Regions from separate parts of the Rattus norvegicus genome. Here region 2 is linked to region 1. A link is a contact called in public Hi-C data. All regions are on one chromosome and are shown on one strand. Each heading gives the region's core, a stretch centred on a gene start, on an enhancer-like site or on the middle of the called end of the contact. The rest is flanking DNA. Distances are from core to core; before and after follow the strand shown. Region 1 overlaps Lama3 (laminin subunit alpha 3). Region 2 overlaps Ttc39c (tetratricopeptide repeat domain 39C).

Evidence for each region. Hi-C and Micro-C count contacts between places; a contact is called where the count stands out from the background.
Region 2: a contact with region 1 is called in a Hi-C map of the A7r5 cell line, with 1.9 times the contacts expected there. The contact joins two enhancer-like sites. A contact is called at or near these places in 4 of 12 Hi-C or Micro-C datasets (the A7r5 cell line, Schwann cells, frontal cortex and 1 more).

The regions. Positions count from the first base shown.
Region 1 is chr18:3,920,034-3,925,008 of GRCr8, reverse strand. The region is part of intron 27 of Lama3 (laminin subunit alpha 3); the gene reads right to left. It overlaps LOC134482906 (a long non-coding RNA gene), which reads left to right. Exons shown (of 3, transcript XR_010059621.1): 3 at 3,197-4,975. Among named protein-coding and RNA genes, the nearest start is that of Lama3, 120 kb to the right of the region's middle. Within about 2 kb of position 3,073, at least 11 of the 93 cell types and tissues checked have an H3K27ac peak or open chromatin away from gene starts, as enhancers often do. A contact at or near this core is called in the A7r5 cell line, where this site is marked.
Region 2 is chr18:4,088,958-4,093,932 of GRCr8, reverse strand. The region is part of intron 1 of Ttc39c (tetratricopeptide repeat domain 39C); the gene reads right to left. Among named protein-coding and RNA genes, the nearest start is that of Ttc39c, 12 kb to the right of the region's middle. Within about 2 kb of position 2,647, at least 14 of the 93 cell types and tissues checked have an H3K27ac peak or open chromatin away from gene starts, as enhancers often do. A contact at or near this core is called in the A7r5 cell line, where this site is marked.

The sequences.
Region 1 (4,975 bases), core at 1,824-4,323:
CATTAAAAAATCTTTATAGATAGAAATATTAGGTAGATAGATCCACTAGGTAGGTAGATGATAGATTGATAGATAGATAGATAGATAGATAGATAATAGATAGATAGATGATAGATAGATAATAGATGATAGATAGATAGATAGATAGATAGATAGATAGATAGATAGATAGATAGATAGATAGATAGATAGATCTACTAGGAAAGCATGTTTTTAAATAGCAGCTGTATGGCTTTTCTCTACCTTGGTGAACAACCTCATCAGGATGTAAGCAGCCACGTGGCTGGGAGCCCTGTATACGGAGGTTAAAGAGTATGTCCTTGTGACTTAGCCACCCTCTTCAGATGACTTCATGGTATAAAGTAACACTTGTGAAGCTCCTTAGTCCTAATGAGCTGTTTGTCTTTGTCTCACCTTTTAGACTAAGGAATCTACAAATATTTTGGATTGGTATGCACTTTTGTGTGCTGATAAAAATATAAGGTTATATTTGCTACAGCATACTATATATGTAATTCAACTCTGATTTACAATGTTTTCTATATGGTGATGACGTTTTAAGGCTATAAAGATCTATTCAGGTTACGGAAAGCTGACTTAGCGATTTACACCTAACACTTATGTCTTTGCTAACTGTTTCAACACTAAGATACTAGAGAATTAAGATAAGTAGCAATATATGTTTGATAATAAGTAAGGTATACTTGATAGTCAAGATTCATGAACTCCAAGGTGACTCAGGTCATAGTAATATGTCTCTAGCCCCTTGTCTTTGCTCACTTCAAGCTTTAGCCATTGGGATGAGTAAGCCACGCAAAACCTGTCAATATTTTGTAATGGTGCACCATAAAATGACAGGTAAACTTGCCAGTCTCTCTATGGACTGCATCTATGATTGAAAGCTTTATTTTGATATTAGAAAAGCTTTGATACAAAACTAAACCTAAAGGGGATGTGATGCAAAGTCCTGGTCTTAGAAAAATATACTGTATATTGTTAAAGATAACTAAGACATGCAATTAGTGATCAGCCACCTTGTAAACGATCAAGTCCTTAATGCATTCAGAAGTGCACTCGTAGTCAAGCCAAGACTAACAAAATTTATTACAGGAATAAGCTTGATCTAGCCTCATACATATTTTCAAAGTTAAGCCTAAAACAAGTAACTAAAAACAAGCTAAGTTGTCTGTTTATGTATACTTAATAGATAGATGGTCCTCAAAACTTTTCAGAGGCCTGCTAAATAGAGCATGTAATATATAATAAAAAAGTCTCCCTGTGACAGAAGTGCCAAGCAGCACCCCCGATCTCCTCTGGAGAAGATGATGGGCTCAGAAGAACTCTACCTGGAGCTTGCTTTAAATGTGGCAAAGCCAGTCCTGGGGTAGAAAACTGCCCTTCCCCTTGCCTGCCACCAGGACCCTGCCCAAACTGTGAACAAGCAGGACACTGGGACAGTCCCACCAAACTCCTCCTCTACAAGAAAGTCTGTCAGATCCTCTGGGTTCTGGCAGCTGAAGACTCGTGCTGCCTGGGACCTCTGCCCCAACGACCACAGAGGAACCTGGGGTGACTGTCCTGGCAGCCTGTAAGTCTCTGTTGGTTTAATCAATTTGGAAGCTGCTTAGTCTTCACTTCCTGTTTACCCTGGTGAAGTTCATCCTTCTCAGGTCTCTGATGAGGTTGATGACTAGGCTAGTGACAGATTTGTCAGTGTAACAGCAGCAACCAAGGTTTCAGCTGCCTCTGCAGTCCTCTTCCTGTATAAGAGTCAGGCTTCGGGCTTCACTTTCTTTCCTAGAGGTAGACACTGCTTTCTAGGTCTATTCACAGTTTCCTAGATCTATTCACAGTTTCCTAGGTCTATTCACAGTTTCCTAGGTCTATTCACAGTTTCCTAGGTCTATTCACAGTTTCCTAGGTCTAGACACAGGTTCCTAGGTCTAGACACAGTTTCCTAGGTCTAGACACAGGTTCCTAGGTCTAGACACAGTTTCCTAGGTCTAGACACAGAGGTTCCTAGGTCTAGACACGGGTTCCTAGGTCTAGACACGGGTTCCTAGGTCTAGACACGGGTTCCTAGGTCTAGACACGGGTTCCTAGGTCTAGACACGGGTTCCTAGGTCTAGACACAGTTTCCTAGGTCTAGACACAGTTTCCTAGGTCTAGACACAGGTTCCTAGGTCTAGACACAGGTTCCTAGGTCTAGACACGGGTTCCTAGGTCTAGACACAGGTTCCTAGGTCTAGACACGGGTTCCTAGGTCTAGACACGGGTTCCTAGGTCTAGACACGGGTTCCTAGGCCTAGACACAGTTTTCTAGGTCTAGACACGGGTTCCTAGGTCTAGACACAGGTTCCTAGGTCTAGACACAGTTTCCTAGGTCTAGACACAGAGGTTCCTAGGTCTAGACACGGGTTCCTAGGTCTAGACACGGGTTCCTAGGTCTAGACACGGGTTCCTAGGTCTAGACACAGGTTCCTAGGTCTAGACACGGGTTCCTAGGTCTAGACACGGGTTCCTAGGTCTAGACACGGGTTCCTAGGCCTAGACACAGTTTTCTAGGTCTAGACACGGGTTCCTAGGTCTAGACACAGGTTCCTAGGTCTAGACACAGTTTACCTTGCCACCAGACTCTGAAAAGAGGTAATCCTACAGAACAGATTTCAGTGACACATTTTACCATTTCTTCATTTACAGGAACTCACTTCACAGCAGCTGCTCTCAGTGATCACCCTATGTCTCATGGAAAGTAATTGGATAGAAAAAGGGTATAAAGTTTATGTAAGATCTGAAGATGTAAAAGCTTAAGTTGTGGGGATCTAAGAAAAAGTTTTAGGGTCTAAGAAGATGTTTTAAGGTGGCTAAAAGGCATAAAAAAGTGACTTATGGTAGAAAAAAGTGAAAAATGTTCCAGATTTCCTTCCCTCTCTATGTTGTTGTTACACTAAGGCTTCAAAAATTCAGAGTTGTAATATTAACCAGTGGCATTTTGATAAGCTATTAACCTAGCTGTGTTAAGCACTGCCTAGTCACACGATCAAGATTTTAAATTCCCTTTGGTTGCCTTCTAAATATAGACTTAAAAGTGCTTCTCATGGTGCCAATGTCATCTGTCTTATCTATGTACACACAGTCTTCTGGATAGAGGTAAGAGTGTTCATGCTTTTAACCTAAAATCGTTTTGGGTCCCCAGGCTTCTACTATGACCCAAAGGAATGAGTCTGCTGCCTTTTCTACAGTGTGGACTTCAGCACAGATCACAAACAGTGGTGATGCCAACATATCTAAAACATCTCCTTTTGTAAACTTAAAAAACCCTAGTAAGCTTCAGTGAATCAACTTGAATCTACCTCTCGATGGGTCAAATGGACTCCAGATAATTATATTCTGTTTATTCCTGAGGGTGGGATCTCCTCATGACCATCACCCCTTTCCCTGGACTTGGGACACCCCTCCCTCAACTATGAGGACCATGGGCCTAAAAGTTTCAAATGTACATCTAAGAATAAATTCCCCCCTAAACTCCTTAACTTTCTCTTCAGCCCCAATATATATTTGTTCCACCGACCTGCCAACTCTTTTTGTTCCCTCAAAATCTGCATCCTAGACAGCTTCAAAGTGGCTAACCCCAGGTTGACCAGCATTCCAAACTGTTCCAGCCGTGCCTGCGTGTCCCTAGCTCCAGACAGACCAGAAGAGCCTCGGCAGAAAGTGACGCAACCTGCTCTTGGACTTGGACTGCATTGTAGCTTTACCCCAGCCTGCCTTCAGTGACTCAGCACCAGGGGCCATGTCATCTCCAGCTGCTAAATGTGCCATGCACACCCTTTAAAATGTCCCTGCCACCATGGCTCACTCTCTGTCTCTAGGTCTCTAGGTCTCTCTGTCTCTCTGTCTCTCACTCTCGTGCTCTGACTGTCTCTCTAGCTCCTTGTCTCTCATTCTTTGCCCCTCTCTGTCTCTCACTCAGAAGCAGCCTTTCCTCCTCCCTCACTAAGTCTCCTGGTCTTGGGGGCAGAACTTAACAGAATCAGTTATATTATGGGCCAGAGCCTTCATGAACATCACTTTGCAACAGTGAGTTCTTCCCTCCCGGGGTGGGGTCAGTCATTAGAGAGTGGGCTATTAAGGAGCACCAGCCATCTTTGCCTCTCTTCTTCGGAACAAGTGACCAATTGGAACTGCAGCGCAAGCTCCCACCATGTGGCACCCTCAGTATTGGTAAGCTATGCAAAGAGGTCCTTGCCAGAGATGGCTACCTGATCTTGTACTCTCTGGCCTCCAGAACCATGACCTAAGTAAGCATCTTCTCTTTATAAATTACCCAGCTTCTGGTATCCTGCTATAGCAACAATACAAACAAGTTAAAAAACTAAAACAAGCCCTGTGTTTAAAATGCCAGCCACTAGAGACAGAAGGAACACCCATTCAGAGCCTGCCCCACATGTGGCCCATGCATATACAGCCATCCAATTAGACAAGATGGATGAAGCAAAGAAGTACAGGCCGACAGGAGCCGGATGTAGATCTCTCCTGAGAGACACAGCCAGAATACAGCAAATACAGAGGCGAATGCCAGCAGCAAACCACTGAACTGAGAATAGGACCCCCGTTGAAGGAATCAGAGAAAGAACTGGAAGAGCTCGAAGGGGCTCGAGACCCATTATGAACAACAATGCCAAGCAACCAGAGCTTCCAGGGACTAAGCCACTACCTAAAGACTATACATGGACTGACCCTGGACTCTGACCTCATAGGTAGCAATGAATATCCTAGTAAGATCACCAGTGGAAGGGGTAGCCCTGGGTCCTGCTAAGACTGAACCCCCAGTGAACGTGATTGTTGGGGGGAGAGCGGCAATGGGGGGAGGGTTGGGAAGAGGAACACCCATAATTTAATTTGTAATCATGCCAAAGACAGATGCAGAACAAATGTTCCCCTGCAAAATGGAGAAACTGAGGCATGGATCACA
Region 2 (4,975 bases), core at 1,398-3,897, 170 kb before region 1:
CTAGAGGTTAACTTCAGGTGAGGCTCTCAGGTATCAAGTGCTAGTCTTCCGTTCTTGTCTGTCTGTTTGTCCACCCATTCATGTATGTGTTTAGAAAAGTCTTCCCTGTACTGGAACTCACTGATTAAGCTAGACTGGATGGCTACTGAAGTCTAGGGATCCCACTCCCCATCTCTCTGCCTCCCAGCACACACCACTGCACCTGGCCTTTTTACATGTGAGCTACCAGGAATCAAACTGAGGCCGCCATGCTTGCGTGGCAAGTGGTTTCCTCAGCAAGCCATCTCTGCTGCCCAACAGTGAGCACTTACTGACCACCTTATCCTCATTCACTGCTGTGCTTGACCCACCAACAGTTACAAGGGAAGAGCAGCCATCTGCTACGTAGGTACAAGCCTGCCAAACTCCACTCAGGCTCCTCTAGGTCTCACTCACGTCCAATTATTGCTACATTCTGGTGGTCATTTAGAGTTGTTGCTGTGTTCTGAAAATAGTTCTGGGAGTAAAACACCAATCATGTATTTTTCCCAAATCATTAACATGTACTAAATACCTTCCAAATACATTCCCATTGCTTCTTCTTTGCCTAAGACATACAAGTAGAAAAGGGATGGAATCATTTCTATCCATTGCAATTAGCACACAGAGATAGGACTGATGTTTAGTTTCCAAAGGTGATAGCCAAGTCACATGTGGCAACTAACTGCAGTCCTTCCCACCAGAGCTCTAAAATTACGGAGACTGGGGCTGGGGAGTTGTGGTTAAGAGCACAGGATGCGTTTCTAGAGGACCCGCACTGGATGGCCAGCACCCACACGGCTCACAACCATCTGTAACTCCAGCACCAGGGAATCTGATGCCCTCTCCTGGAATCAAACTGAGGCCGCCATGCTTGCCTCACACACACAACTGGGCACACACACAGTACACTGTCATACATACAAATAAACAAAAACGTCATATGAACAAAATAATAAAATTAAAGTAAAAATTTAAAAAAGCATCAAAACTGATCAAGGTATTTTTGTTATTTTTATCTTAAGGTAAATATGTGGCAATAACTTAAAAATCGTGCCAATGCTTTTATAAGTGAAAAAATCTACCTGTTTATCCAAATAAAAAGCTCATTTAGATCTTTTGGGAATCAAACTCTCGTCTCTCCTCCTCCTCCTCCCCCCCCCCTCCTCCTCCTCCTCCTCTTCCTCCTCCCCCCCCCCTCCTCCTCCTCCTCCTCCTCCTCTCTCTCTCTCTCTCTCTCTCTCTCTCTCTCTCTCTCTCTCTCCTCTCTCAGTTGAAGGTGAAGCTAGACACTGCACAATAAATTTTGTTAGGTTGGTTCCTTGGGATGGAGTCTGAGCTCTGCAGGTGTCTGCCGCTCACTGAGACAGCCTTGCATTCCCTGCAGACCATCTCAGTAGGGCATCTCAGTGTTTACTTCATTATTCTGAAAATTTCTCCACCATCATTTCCTAGACATCAATGGCTCTGTGATGAGTTTCTGTTGTTTTGCAGTCTAAAATTATTCTATTCAGAAGAGAGCTCCTCAGTTTCATTATGTTCTCTCAAGGCTCACTCCAGGCCCAAGACATGAGAGGGCTGTGCAGCGCATCCGTGCCCCCCACTTTCGTGTTATTTCACCAGTGGTGACTGTTCCAGAACAGGAACGAACTCTAATTGTCCCCCTCTGTAGTCCCAACTTCAGCGAAGCTCCTTGAGCTGACCACATCTACTTCCATGGTCCCTTCTCTCCTTCTGTGTTACTTTAAGAAAGTGATTTCTAGCTTGCTCACTCTGCAATCTCCATAACTCAAGCTACTAAGTGTATCATCAATCATCTATGTGGAAATAACAACAGAAAAATTGGATCACATATGGGGTTGACAGCTGACGCGAATGGCATTTCAGATGTCAACAGAACTCCTTTTCTGAGTAATTAAACGAATGTGAAACTGACTGTGACGTGGAACTCAGTTTCTCCCAGGTGGGTCTCCAGGCAGCTCCATTCTAGAGTCCTGTCCCACCGCACAGATCTGAGGATCTCAACCCCTTCTTCAGGTTGGTTTCAACCAGAGATGATGAGCGGGATTTGCAAGACAGAAGAGTATCAAGTTCATTTCTTGATATTCCACCAATTTCCCTGACACAGCATAACTTGAGATTTTGCAATTCACTGCTCAGAATAAGGGATGGAAAAACAGCCACTCGAAGCCTTTCACAGTGACTCATCCTACTGGGAAAACCCTAAAGAGGCCACGCAGCAGATTTTACTTTAATCAACTGCTTTTTTAAGGAGTCTCTATCAGTTCGCAAATTCAACCTGAACTTGGATGCAAATCATGTTAGAAAGACTTACTAATGATCAAGGATAAGGCTCTTCGAATCTGTGTGTCCTTGATGGCAATCTTATGGTACGCTGTACCAAAGTAAAGCTCAGGGGGAAATGGCACAGTCACGGCAGGACACAGTCCTAAAGCAGATGTGGTATTTATGTGGGGAGTCTTCACTCACCGAGAGTGAGAAGTCTCAGGCTCAGACAGATTTTTCCTGAAATGCCCCACCCAGCAAGGAATCTTGATGTGCAGGGAACCTGTGAAAACAGGCTGAGCTAACATGCAGCTGATGTCATACTGAGAATGGGAACAGAAGTGCTCTGTACTATGGGGCCCTGCCAGTTGCTTCTAAATACAAGAAGGGCAGAGTCACCACAAGGCCTCCTGTCTGTCCCGCATGTGAGAAAGTGGTCTTTTAAAGCTATGTAGCTTTTGAACAACTATGTCCTCCTTTCTGGAGATGTGGGCCTTTTAATTCTAAAGACCTGTGTTTTAATTTGTACAGTGGACATCTTAAAAAGCTTATTGGATATCTGGGGAGAACACTGATAAGTCAGTACCTGAGGTTCACAGCTGAGAAGACTTGAGTAACAACAGGTTAGAGAATCTAGGCTTTGGAAACAGACCTTAAGGCTACAGAGGCCCAGGAGCTGCAGTTTAGTTCTGTACTGGGTAGGTGGCTCTGTATGTGCCCAGTAAGGGACAGGAGAACTGGGGCTGACAATGCTTCTAGGAACTATATGGGACCTAGAAGTAGCATGTGTGTGACCACGAAAAACTGGTGCTTCAGATGACAAACCTGTGGGATTCAACTTGGGGGCTCTTCCTGCCCCAGGGAAACTTGTACCTGCGACTACAGATGGGACTGAGGTTCTGCATTCTCCACTATGCCACACAGCCACAGCTTCCGCTTGGGCAGTCTCCTGCTTCTGCAGCCCGTTAGTGAAGCCCAAGCGCTGTGGTGTTTGTCACAGCCCTGGCCTCACTACAGACAAGGAAGCCTGTCCTGAGCCTCCCAGTCCCAGTGTTTCTCATGAAGACATTTAGAAAACCGTGGGACCTGGAATTGACCCAAGCTATACCTGCAGTGTGTGCTCTATCACAGACAGGACCAGGGCCACAGATGCACACAGTCCTGCAGTGTGCGAGCTCTCTGGACTCTGTCCCACAATGCCATGTGTTATTATCTCTTGATTATGAAGATATAAAACTGCTTTATCTCTCGAACTGATTTCTATTTACACAGAAAGGAATAGGACTGTCGCTGGTTTTCAGGGACACTAGTCCAGGCCCTCATGGTTCAGATGCTCAGTATGTACAGATAACCCATGCACACCCTCCATAGCCTCCAGTCACTGAGATTACCTAAAATCATATAAAGCCACAACACTGCTCCATTTGTGTCAATTCAGCATAATACTTGATGCATAGCAAATGCTAATTTTGTCTTCTAGAAATTTCTGGAATTCCTTTCCGTCAGGTATTTTCAATCCATGGTTGGTTTATCTCAAGGCTGTAGAAACTATAAGTGCAAAGAGTCCACCATCTTCATCACAACATCCAAAGACAGGCTTTGTCGGGGTTTGACCCCAGTTTTGGAAACTGTTCCTAACAGCCGAACTGCTTGTGGTTTTAGGGGATACACATCACAGCACCACTACCATGTGTTCACTTGTATCATATGCTGGGATTTATGCAGTATATTACAGCCTCCTTTAATGTATTCAACATCCCATACACTACTGAAGACATGGACACTGGACACCAAGACGTGCAATTATTCGATTTACTTATTTTTATTTTTGGTCAAGTTCTGATGTGTTTTAGCAACTTTGTTAAGAAGATTGGGGACTGTTTGTTTTAAACAAGATTTTATTAATTTAATCATATGTATATGTTTATGTTTATGTTGCTGTGTGGGTGTGTGCACATGAATGTAGGTGTCCAGAGGCCACAAAATGGTGTCGGGTCCCCTGGAGATGGAGTTCTGAGTGGCTGTGAGTCACCTCACATGGGTTTTAGGAACTGAACTCGGGTCTTCAACAAGAGCAGCATACATTGTCGTCTCTTCTATTTTTTAACTCTACTCAGATACTGAGAATGGCCAACTGCCTTACAAAGCCCTTCCAATTCATTGTCTAACCCTGAATGGCTAGGAGGGCAGGCTTCTATAGCCTTGACTGGAGGTGGGATTTCAAGATACAAAGTGTTAGCCAAGGCATTTGGTCAGGGTACAGCCCGTGTACTTAAACGGGAACTTGATTATTTTGACACTTCCCTGACCAGGGCAGCCTGGCCCATGCTAACAGTGTCGTGTTCTTTGGTTCCTTCCCTTGCCAGCCAGGAGTCTCCCTCTGTCAGGATCACCCCATTTTCTATTAACACAGAGCAACGTGCTGCAACTTCCTGCTGTTAGAGTGCATGGCCCTGTCACTCTCTACTTGTGTGCAAAAGCTTCTCATCTTTTACATCCAAATCTCTTCACAGCAGCAGCTTCTAACTACATACTATAGGATACCTCACTGCCAATCTCATTTCAGACCATAAAGGGGGAATCATAAACTGTCTGCCATCCAAAGAGGGTGCAGGTCTGGTGCCATCAAGAGTCATGGCTCTAGAACGCACAACTACAGTCATACCAGGCT